Regions from separate parts of the Sus scrofa genome. Here regions 2 and 3 are each linked to region 1. The links are chromatin contacts, called in public Hi-C and HiChIP or PLAC-seq maps. All regions are on one chromosome and are shown on one strand. Each heading gives the region's core, a stretch centred on a gene start, on an enhancer-like site or on the middle of the called end of the contact. The rest is flanking DNA. Distances are from core to core; before and after follow the strand shown.

The links. Hi-C and Micro-C count contacts between places; a contact is called where the count stands out from the background. HiChIP or PLAC-seq counts read pairs in DNA pulled down with a chosen protein or histone mark.
Region 2: an H3K27ac HiChIP or PLAC-seq map of alveolar macrophages shows a contact between it and region 1. The contact joins two enhancer-like sites. A contact is called at or near these places in 2 of 47 Hi-C or Micro-C datasets (alveolar macrophages and liver) and 1 of 2 datasets of contacts at active chromatin or transcription factors (alveolar macrophages).
Region 3: a Hi-C map of liver shows a contact between it and region 1, with 5 times the contacts expected there. The contact joins the promoter of CCL16 here to the enhancer-like site in region 1. A contact is called at or near these places in 1 of 5 promoter capture datasets (liver), 9 of 47 Hi-C or Micro-C datasets (blood, liver, omental adipose tissue and 2 more) and 1 of 2 datasets of contacts at active chromatin or transcription factors (alveolar macrophages).

Annotation. Positions count from the first base shown.
Region 1 is chr12:39,542,431-39,544,937 of Sscrofa11.1, reverse strand. The region is part of intron 3 of LOC100515857 (C-C motif chemokine 3); the gene reads left to right. Among named protein-coding and RNA genes, the nearest start is that of CCL3L1, 52 kb to the right of the region's middle. Within about 2 kb of position 1,252, at least 11 of the 83 cell types and tissues checked have an H3K27ac peak or open chromatin away from gene starts, as enhancers often do. A contact at or near this core is called in alveolar macrophages and liver, where this site is marked.
Region 2 is chr12:39,462,454-39,464,960 of Sscrofa11.1, reverse strand. No RefSeq gene overlaps it. Among named protein-coding and RNA genes, the nearest start is that of CCL4, 17 kb to the left of the region's middle. Within about 2 kb of position 1,255, at least 5 of the 83 cell types and tissues checked have an H3K27ac peak or open chromatin away from gene starts, as enhancers often do. A contact at or near this core is called in alveolar macrophages and liver, where this site is marked.
Region 3 is chr12:39,616,934-39,619,440 of Sscrofa11.1, reverse strand. It overlaps CCL16 (C-C motif chemokine 16), which reads right to left and starts at 1,254. Exons shown (of 3, transcript XM_003131714.4): 1 at 952-1,254. The coding sequence starts at 1,027.

The DNA of each region.
Region 1 (2,507 bases), core at 3-2,502:
CAATACCACTATCTCCCAGTCTCTGTGGGACAGTGGGAGCCTAACTTCATTGGGTGCCGAGCAGCAAACTCAGATGCCTTAATCACAGAGAAAAACATTTGCAAACTCAGGAATAACTCAGCGTGCTGGGCACATCCCATTAGTCAGCCCCCCCCCCAACAGTACTTTTCCACTAGTTCATCCGAGTACTTAAACATCCTCCTGTCTTCTGTTTCAGTGGCTTTGAATTCATTCTCTCTCCCTTCTTGCAGTAGTCTTGAATAAAGTCTTGCTTGCCTGTTCAGCTTTGTCAGGTGCAATAGTTTTCTATGACACTTCAAGTCCCAATGGTGGGAATGGGTGGGTTTAGGGCATCTACTTACAGCAGCTTGTGGCCTGATCTTCACAACCCCTGCCCACTTCTCATTCCTACTTTCTCCACCTGCATTCAGAGCCCAGAGCCTTGAACCTCCACTGCTGCTGCTGCTTTTTTTTTTTTTTCTTCTCCTTTTTACAGTCACAGCAGTAACCATAGCCGCAGCAGTGACAACACCACATCCTTAACCTGCTGGGCCGCCAGGGAATTCCTGCTGCTGCTTCCTGTGTGTGTCCTGGGTTCTGGCCTTTTCTATTACATTTGATCTGTTTATAGTCCTCTGTTCATTTTCCATCTTCCAGAAATTTAATGAAAACTCTATAGACTATTGATTTTCCCTCCTGTCCTGCCCTCCTTGTCTTTGGTTTCTTCAAAATGATGACTTCAATAGGATTTGGACAGGAGGACTTCTGAATGTGAGAGTTCTATCTGCCATCTTGAACTGAGCACACCCCTAATTTCCAACCTGGCACCAAGTGTCCTTTTTCTTTGTAAAGAGATCTTTGAACCCAAATTCCTGGCCAGTTGATAAGAACCTATCAAAATATCAGGAAAAGCAAACAATTACCTACTTCTACCAGTAGTGAATAAACTAGTAGCAAAAGAAAATAATCATGGCTAATTCAGCATGTACTGCTTTTCCCAAATAATGCAGGCTTATTAACTTCCGGAAAGCCACAAGTAGCCCCAAAACCCTCAAGGCAATTGTAATTTGTCCCCATTTGAAGATTTGCTGGTGAAGTGCTAGAGCCACCCGCAGGCCATTTATCCACTTAATCATTTCTTCATTATTTGTTGTTGAGTAAGAGGGTGGAGAGTCACATGGCCAGCCACACGTGGCAGGCACAGAGCTAGGCTTCTGGAGGGAAAGCTGCAGTTCTCAGAGCTGCTCTCTCCTAGGGAGAGGCGTTATTGGGCCAGGCACCACTAGGGGCACTATGGGGTGCCTTCCAGAGACATACCCTGCACTGAGCTGCTGCACAAATTTTTAGGGATGTTAGAAGCAGGGCAGGGAGAACCAACAGGTCATGTCATGATGGGAGCTTTCTGGACTGGTCTCTCTGGGGAGAGAGACAGATGGAGCTTAGAGGCTGGTGGCTGAGGGAGGTTTGGCTACCAGAATAGTCATTACCTTGTCCTAGAAGGTAACTATTTTAAGCTCTGTGGGCCACACAAAGTCTTTGTCACACCTGCCTGGCTCTGTACTTGTAGAGCAAAAGCAGCCATGGGCAACGTGAAAACCAACAGGTGTGGCTGAGTTCTAACACAACTTTATTTACAAAAACCAGGAGCAGCTGGATCTGGCTCCCAGGCTGTACGTTGCAGACATTTAACCTAGAAGGCTGGTGGTAGGATCCTATGGACCCAGCTCATTTTTATTTTTTATTTTTATTTTATTTTATATTTTTTGTATCTTTTTGCATTTTGTCCTTTTTAGGGCTGCACCTGTGGCATATGCAAGTTCCCAGGCTAGGGGTTGAATCGGAGCTATAGCTGCTGGCCTACACCAGAGCCACAGCAATGCCAGATCCGAGCCTTGTCTGTGACCTACACCACAGCTCATGGCAATGCCGGATCCTTAGCCCACTGAGCGAGGCCAGGGATTGAACCTGAAACCTCATGGTTCCTAGTCCAACTTGTTAACCACTGCGCCATGACAGAAACTCCCAGATTTCGTTTTTAGAGTAAAGGTCGGGGTGGGGAGATGCTGTCTGGGCCATCAGCAAAAAATTTGCCTCTCCTAATCCAGTGCTACTTGGTCTCATGGGGTTGACTGTATTGTGAGGGAAGAAAAACATGAAAGAAGGAGTTCCCATCATGGCTCAGTGGTAATAAACCTGACTAGAATCCATGAGGATGCAGATTCTATCCCTGGCCTCATTCATTTGGGTTAAGGATCTGGCATTGCTGTGGCTGTGGGGCAGGCTGGCAGCTGCAGCTCTGATTCGACCCCTAGCCTGGAAACCTCCATATGCTGCAGGTGTGGCCCTCAAAAGACCAAAAAAAAAAAAAAAAAAAAAAAAAGGAAGAAATAATCATGTATAATAAATACCTAATTACAAAGTGGGATAAGAGCTGTGATAGATTAGTTACAAGATTTTATGAAACAGTTTGGAGACCAGACTTGTATTAGGGGTTCATGGAAGGCTAC
Region 2 (2,507 bases), core at 6-2,505, 80 kb after region 1:
GGGTTGGGAGAGAGAAGAGATGAGCCCCAGGCCTCAGACATGGTGCAGATCACAGCAGCAAGCTGAGTAGTGGCCCCCAAGGTGTCCACATCCTAGTCATATGACAAAAAGGATTTTGCAGTCAAGTGAGGGATCTTGAGATGAAGAGATTAGTCTGTATTATTTTTCTGGACTCTAAATCTAGCCATAGTGTCCTTATTATATATGGAACAGGTAGAGACCGGGCTAGAGAAGAGATGACAGTGTGATAACAAAAGCAAGATGCCTTTGCCACTGGCTTTCAAGATGGAGGAAGCAGCCCACAAACCAAGGAATGCAAGACTGCAGTTCTAGAAGCTGGAAAAGGCAAGGAAATTGCTTCTCTCCTAGAGCTTCCAGAAGAAGCACAGCCCCCTTGATTTCAGCTCAGATCTTGGACATGTGACTCCCAGAACTTTAAGAGAATGAATGTATGTTGTTTTAGGATACCAAGTCTGTGTAACTTGTTGCAGCAGCAATAGGAAACGAATGCAATCCCCAGCTAAAGAGTCACTGACAGTGACCCCCTGAAGCTCATTGGGGGAAGCGATGGAACATTCTAGAAGGCGAGACAAACTTCCCCACAGGAAAAACCCAGGGTGAAGTGGATATATGCCAAGCTGATGAACTATGACCAGGTGAGGCACCTCAGAGTGAGTCACTTTAGCCGCTGAATATGCAGGCTGAAGCTTCACCAAGGATTCAACACCCACCAACAACATTAAGAAGAAGCCTGAATTAGAGTTCCCGTTGTGGCGCAGTGGAAATGAATCCGACTAGGAACCACGAGGTTGCGGGTTTGATCCCTGGCTTTGCTCAGCGGGTTAAGGATCTGGCATGGCCATGAGCTGTAGTGTAGGTTGCAGACATGGCTTGGATCCATTTTCGCTGTGGCTGTGGTGTAGGCTGGTGGCTGTAGCTCCAATTAGACCTCTAACCTGGGAACCTCCATATACTGCGAGTGCAGCCCTAAAAAGCAGGAAAAAAAAGAAGAAGAAGAAGCCTGATTCTTCCCGAGACTCCAGTGGCCCTCTGGGCATCTTAGATTTTTTTTTTTTTTTTCTGAAAGCTTTCACTCTCTCATTTGTCTGATGAAACCCAGAGCAGAGCCATAACTTATTTCTGGTTTCATTACTAGTGAGAGGACAGGGTTAAGGCCAGAATCTGGACCTTCTCCCTCGCAATGGAGCCCTCTCCCCACTGAGCAAACTGGGAGGGAGGAACTCAGTTCCACAGAGGCTGGAGGGACGATGGTAACGAAAAAACGAAAAAACGCTTTACCCAGGAATTGCAGTCGACCACGTGCGGCAATATTGGACTTCACCTGTTGTGCAACATCAGACTTTGTTTTCTCCTTTTTCCTTTTTCATGAAACTTCCCTTTCTTACCCAGACGCCAGGGAGCCCATTTCTGCTTATGGGACCATCCCGTTGGGGTTTCTCTGGGTTTCTGGGTGGGAGGCAGGAGCCACCACCAGACACCAAGCCTGTATTTTCTGCTCTCGTGCTGCGCCTACTTCCCCCATTTTCCTCTCCAGCAGGGAAGGAGCCTGTTTCCTCATGCTCTGGTTTATGCAAACTTTCTGTCCTCTCACTACCTCACCCCAGTCCAGAATCTTCTGTCATGTTCCCATGACAGGCATTTTCCTCTGAAGGGTCCAGAAGCTGAGCCAGCAGAAGCAGGAGCAAAGGATGCACGCTGAGCAGCGGATGCTGAAAGAAACCACAGCTCTGGAGTTCCCGTTGTGGCGCAGTGGAAACAAATCTGACCAGTATCCCTGAGGATGAATGTTCGGTCCCCGGCCTCGCTCAGTGGGTTAAGAATTCTGCAATGCTGTGAGCTGTGGTGTCGGTTGTTAATGTGGCTCAGATCCCGCGTTGCTGAGGCTGTGGTGTAGGTAGCTCTGACTTGACCCCCTAGCCTGGAAACCTCCATATGCCTCGGGTGAGGCCCTAAAAAGAAAAAAAGAAAAAAAAAAAAAAAAAAAAAAAAAAAAAAAAAAAAAGAAGGAAAGAAACCTCAGCTCTTCCCAAGGACCAGGCCCAGCGGCCCCACGGCTGTCCTGAGCTGCTCTGCATACTCACCTTCCACAGACCCAGGGACCTGTCCCCTGTGTGTCTGCTAGTTGTCTCTACCCCTTCTCCTTTCGAACACCTCTCCTCCTGGGTTCCTCTTGAGTCTAAGCAGACAGGAAAATGGAAAAAATGCAGGAATTGAGAGGCACATCTGTGACTGCTTTTCTCTACCTCAAAAATAATTTCATTTTTAGGTGTTCCCTTTGTGGCTCAATGGATTAAGAACCCGAGTAGTATCCATGAGGATGCGGGTTTGATCCCTGGCAGCGCTCAGTGGGTTAAGGATCCAGCGTTTCCGAGAGTTGTGCTGTAGGTCACAGATGGGGCTTAGATCCCATGTTGCTGTGGCTGTGGTGTAAGCTGGCAGCTACAGCTCTGATTCAACCCCTAGCCTGGGTACCTCCATATGCCACA
Region 3 (2,507 bases), core at 5-2,504, 75 kb before region 1:
TTGACCTTCCCGAAGGGCCCTGAGACACCTCTGCACACAGTCCCACTGGGCCTCAGGCAACATTTATGAAGACCAGGGGCTTCCTGAGGGTATGAGGGCATATTGCAATGGTGTGTGTGACCCTTGCTCCCTGAGTGTTTACACAGGCAGAGTCCGACCAGACTGTATGCCAAGGGTAGCTTTAGGGAGAAAAGAATGGGGCAGCTGAAGGCAGGTAGGTGGAAGACCTGAGTGTCTTAGTTGCTCCCCTGTCACCAGCCTTTATAAATGATGGCAGAGGAAGGGGTAGGGAGTGGACAAAACGAATCCTGTTCTCCATAGGTCCCAGGCATCCCGTGGCTTCAAAATCTCTCAACTCCTTTTCTCATTTCTACAGATTTTATTTAATCCTAGGCTGGGGGATGGAGACAGAAATGCTAAAATAGCACTCTTGGGCATCCCACTGGGACTTGTTTTGGTTGCCCTGATGGTCCCAGCAATCCATGCCGGACACTGCGAGCAAGGCCTTGTGGGTTCAGACTCTGCGTTCCCGGGCTTCCCTCATCCCTAGCCTCCCTCAGCCCGCCTCCCAGACTCCCCTCGTCCTGCCCTTTCGGGGGAACCTATGGCTTTTCTCCTCCTCATCACGTTTGTTCACTCCTGTCTCTTCTGCTGCTTCCTCGGCTCTTCCTCCTAAGTGCTCACACCTGCTCTCCATCCCGAGGACCCCTGATGTAACCTTGACCCAGCTTCCTGAACCTGCCCGACCAACCCCAGAAGGATGTGGACCACAGCCCAGCTCCACTTACAAAGGAGGGAGATTAAGGACAGCAGCTCTGGGTGCAGGAGCGGAGAGGCCCTGGGGCGGGTGACAGAGATCTGACAGTATTCTCAGCGTCACCTCGCAGCATGCCAGCTGCCCCATTTCCCCTTTCTTTCGGCTGCCCTTCAGGGACGGGTGGACTCACTCACTTTCCTGGCCGCGAAGAGCAGAAGTAGTGGCGAGGATGAGGATGAGGAGAAAGAGGGAAGCCACGGAGACCTTCATCTTCTCGAGGGGGCAGTTTAGCTCCAGGGCAGGGCTGAGCGGAGGTGGGCTCCCTGCTGGTCCTCCCTCTGAGCCCTCAGCTCTCTGGACTCTGACCGCTTCAGAGCGGGTGGAGGAGGAGAGACAACGGGCCTCCCTGGGTGTCTGCCCAAAGGGAGGGTGGTGGAGGGTAGGGGCTGGTGCAGAGGTGAATTCAGTCAGATTTGAATCCGTGTGAAGGAAAAAAACGAGTGGAAGGGAAAGTGTGAGCATGCGCCGTGTGTCAGCACCTCGCACGCCCTAATTCGCTTAGTCCTCACCGCAGGGAGGAGAGATTCTCACTCCCCTTTTAAACAAATTTAACTTATTTTTTATTTTCTTTTTTCTTTTAGCCCCACACATAATGGAAGTTCCGAGGCTAGGGGTCAAATCAGAGCTGCAGCTGCTAGCCTACACCGCAGCCACAGCAACTTGGGATCCGAGCTGCATCTGCGACCTACACCACAGCTCATGCTGGATCCTTAACCCACTGAGTGGGGCCAGGGATTGAACTTGCATCCTCATGGATATTAGTCGGGTTCTTAACCTGCTGAGCCACAGTGGGAACTCCTTCACTCCCATTTTGCAGAAAGCAGGAGAGCACAGACTGAGGCAAGGGTAGGGTTTAGTGCCCTCTGAAAAGGATGTTCCCCCCACCCCTCCCAGAACCCATGATTGAGCTCACTTTTGTCACAGGTTATGTAACTAATAGTAAAAAAAAAAAAATCCTGATCCTTGGTCCCCACTTGTTGCTGAAGTGTTTGGTTTATTTGTTAATGTTCTCATTTATCTCTTTGGACCTTGGACTCAGAACCAGTTTTAGGTCTAGTTGTCTGATCCCTTCTGGGTGCCCGCTGTGTGGGTTAATCGGATCTGCCACTGTGACCAGCAGAGGGCGCCCCAAGACTCCAAGCCCGAAAACCTGCTTCTGAGACCCAAAGTTCTAGCTTCTGCCCTCGGGCTTTGGCTGAGGCTGGACCCGTCCCTCAGCATCTTCTCTCTTCAGACTGCCTCAGGACCCCGTTTCAGATTGGAGGCAGCGTTCAGAGAAGAAATGAAAGAGAGATTTTGCCTTTGATGGACTGTGAACTTCTGAAGCCTGAGGGAATGTTTTGGGAGATCAGAGCAGAGGGAGGCAGAGCAAAACAAGGACTATGAAGATCCTTATGGGGCTTGCTGATTGGCATGACTGCTCATAAATAGGGAACACATATGATGCAATTAGTCCTGGTGGGTTCAAGGCAGTTAATGGTGGTGAAACCGTGGCTTTTTATGAGGGTGGGGAGAGTGTGTAGGTGGGACAGCACTTGACCTCTGTTCATGGAGGCGATGAAGTTCGAGGAAGCCTGGCTGTACCTTTAGCTGCAGGCACCCTCTTGGGCCTTGTCAGTGGAGGCTGGAGGCCAGGGAAGGTGGTCGTTGTGCCTACACTGGGAGTGCTCTTTCTCTAAGTTCACAGAGT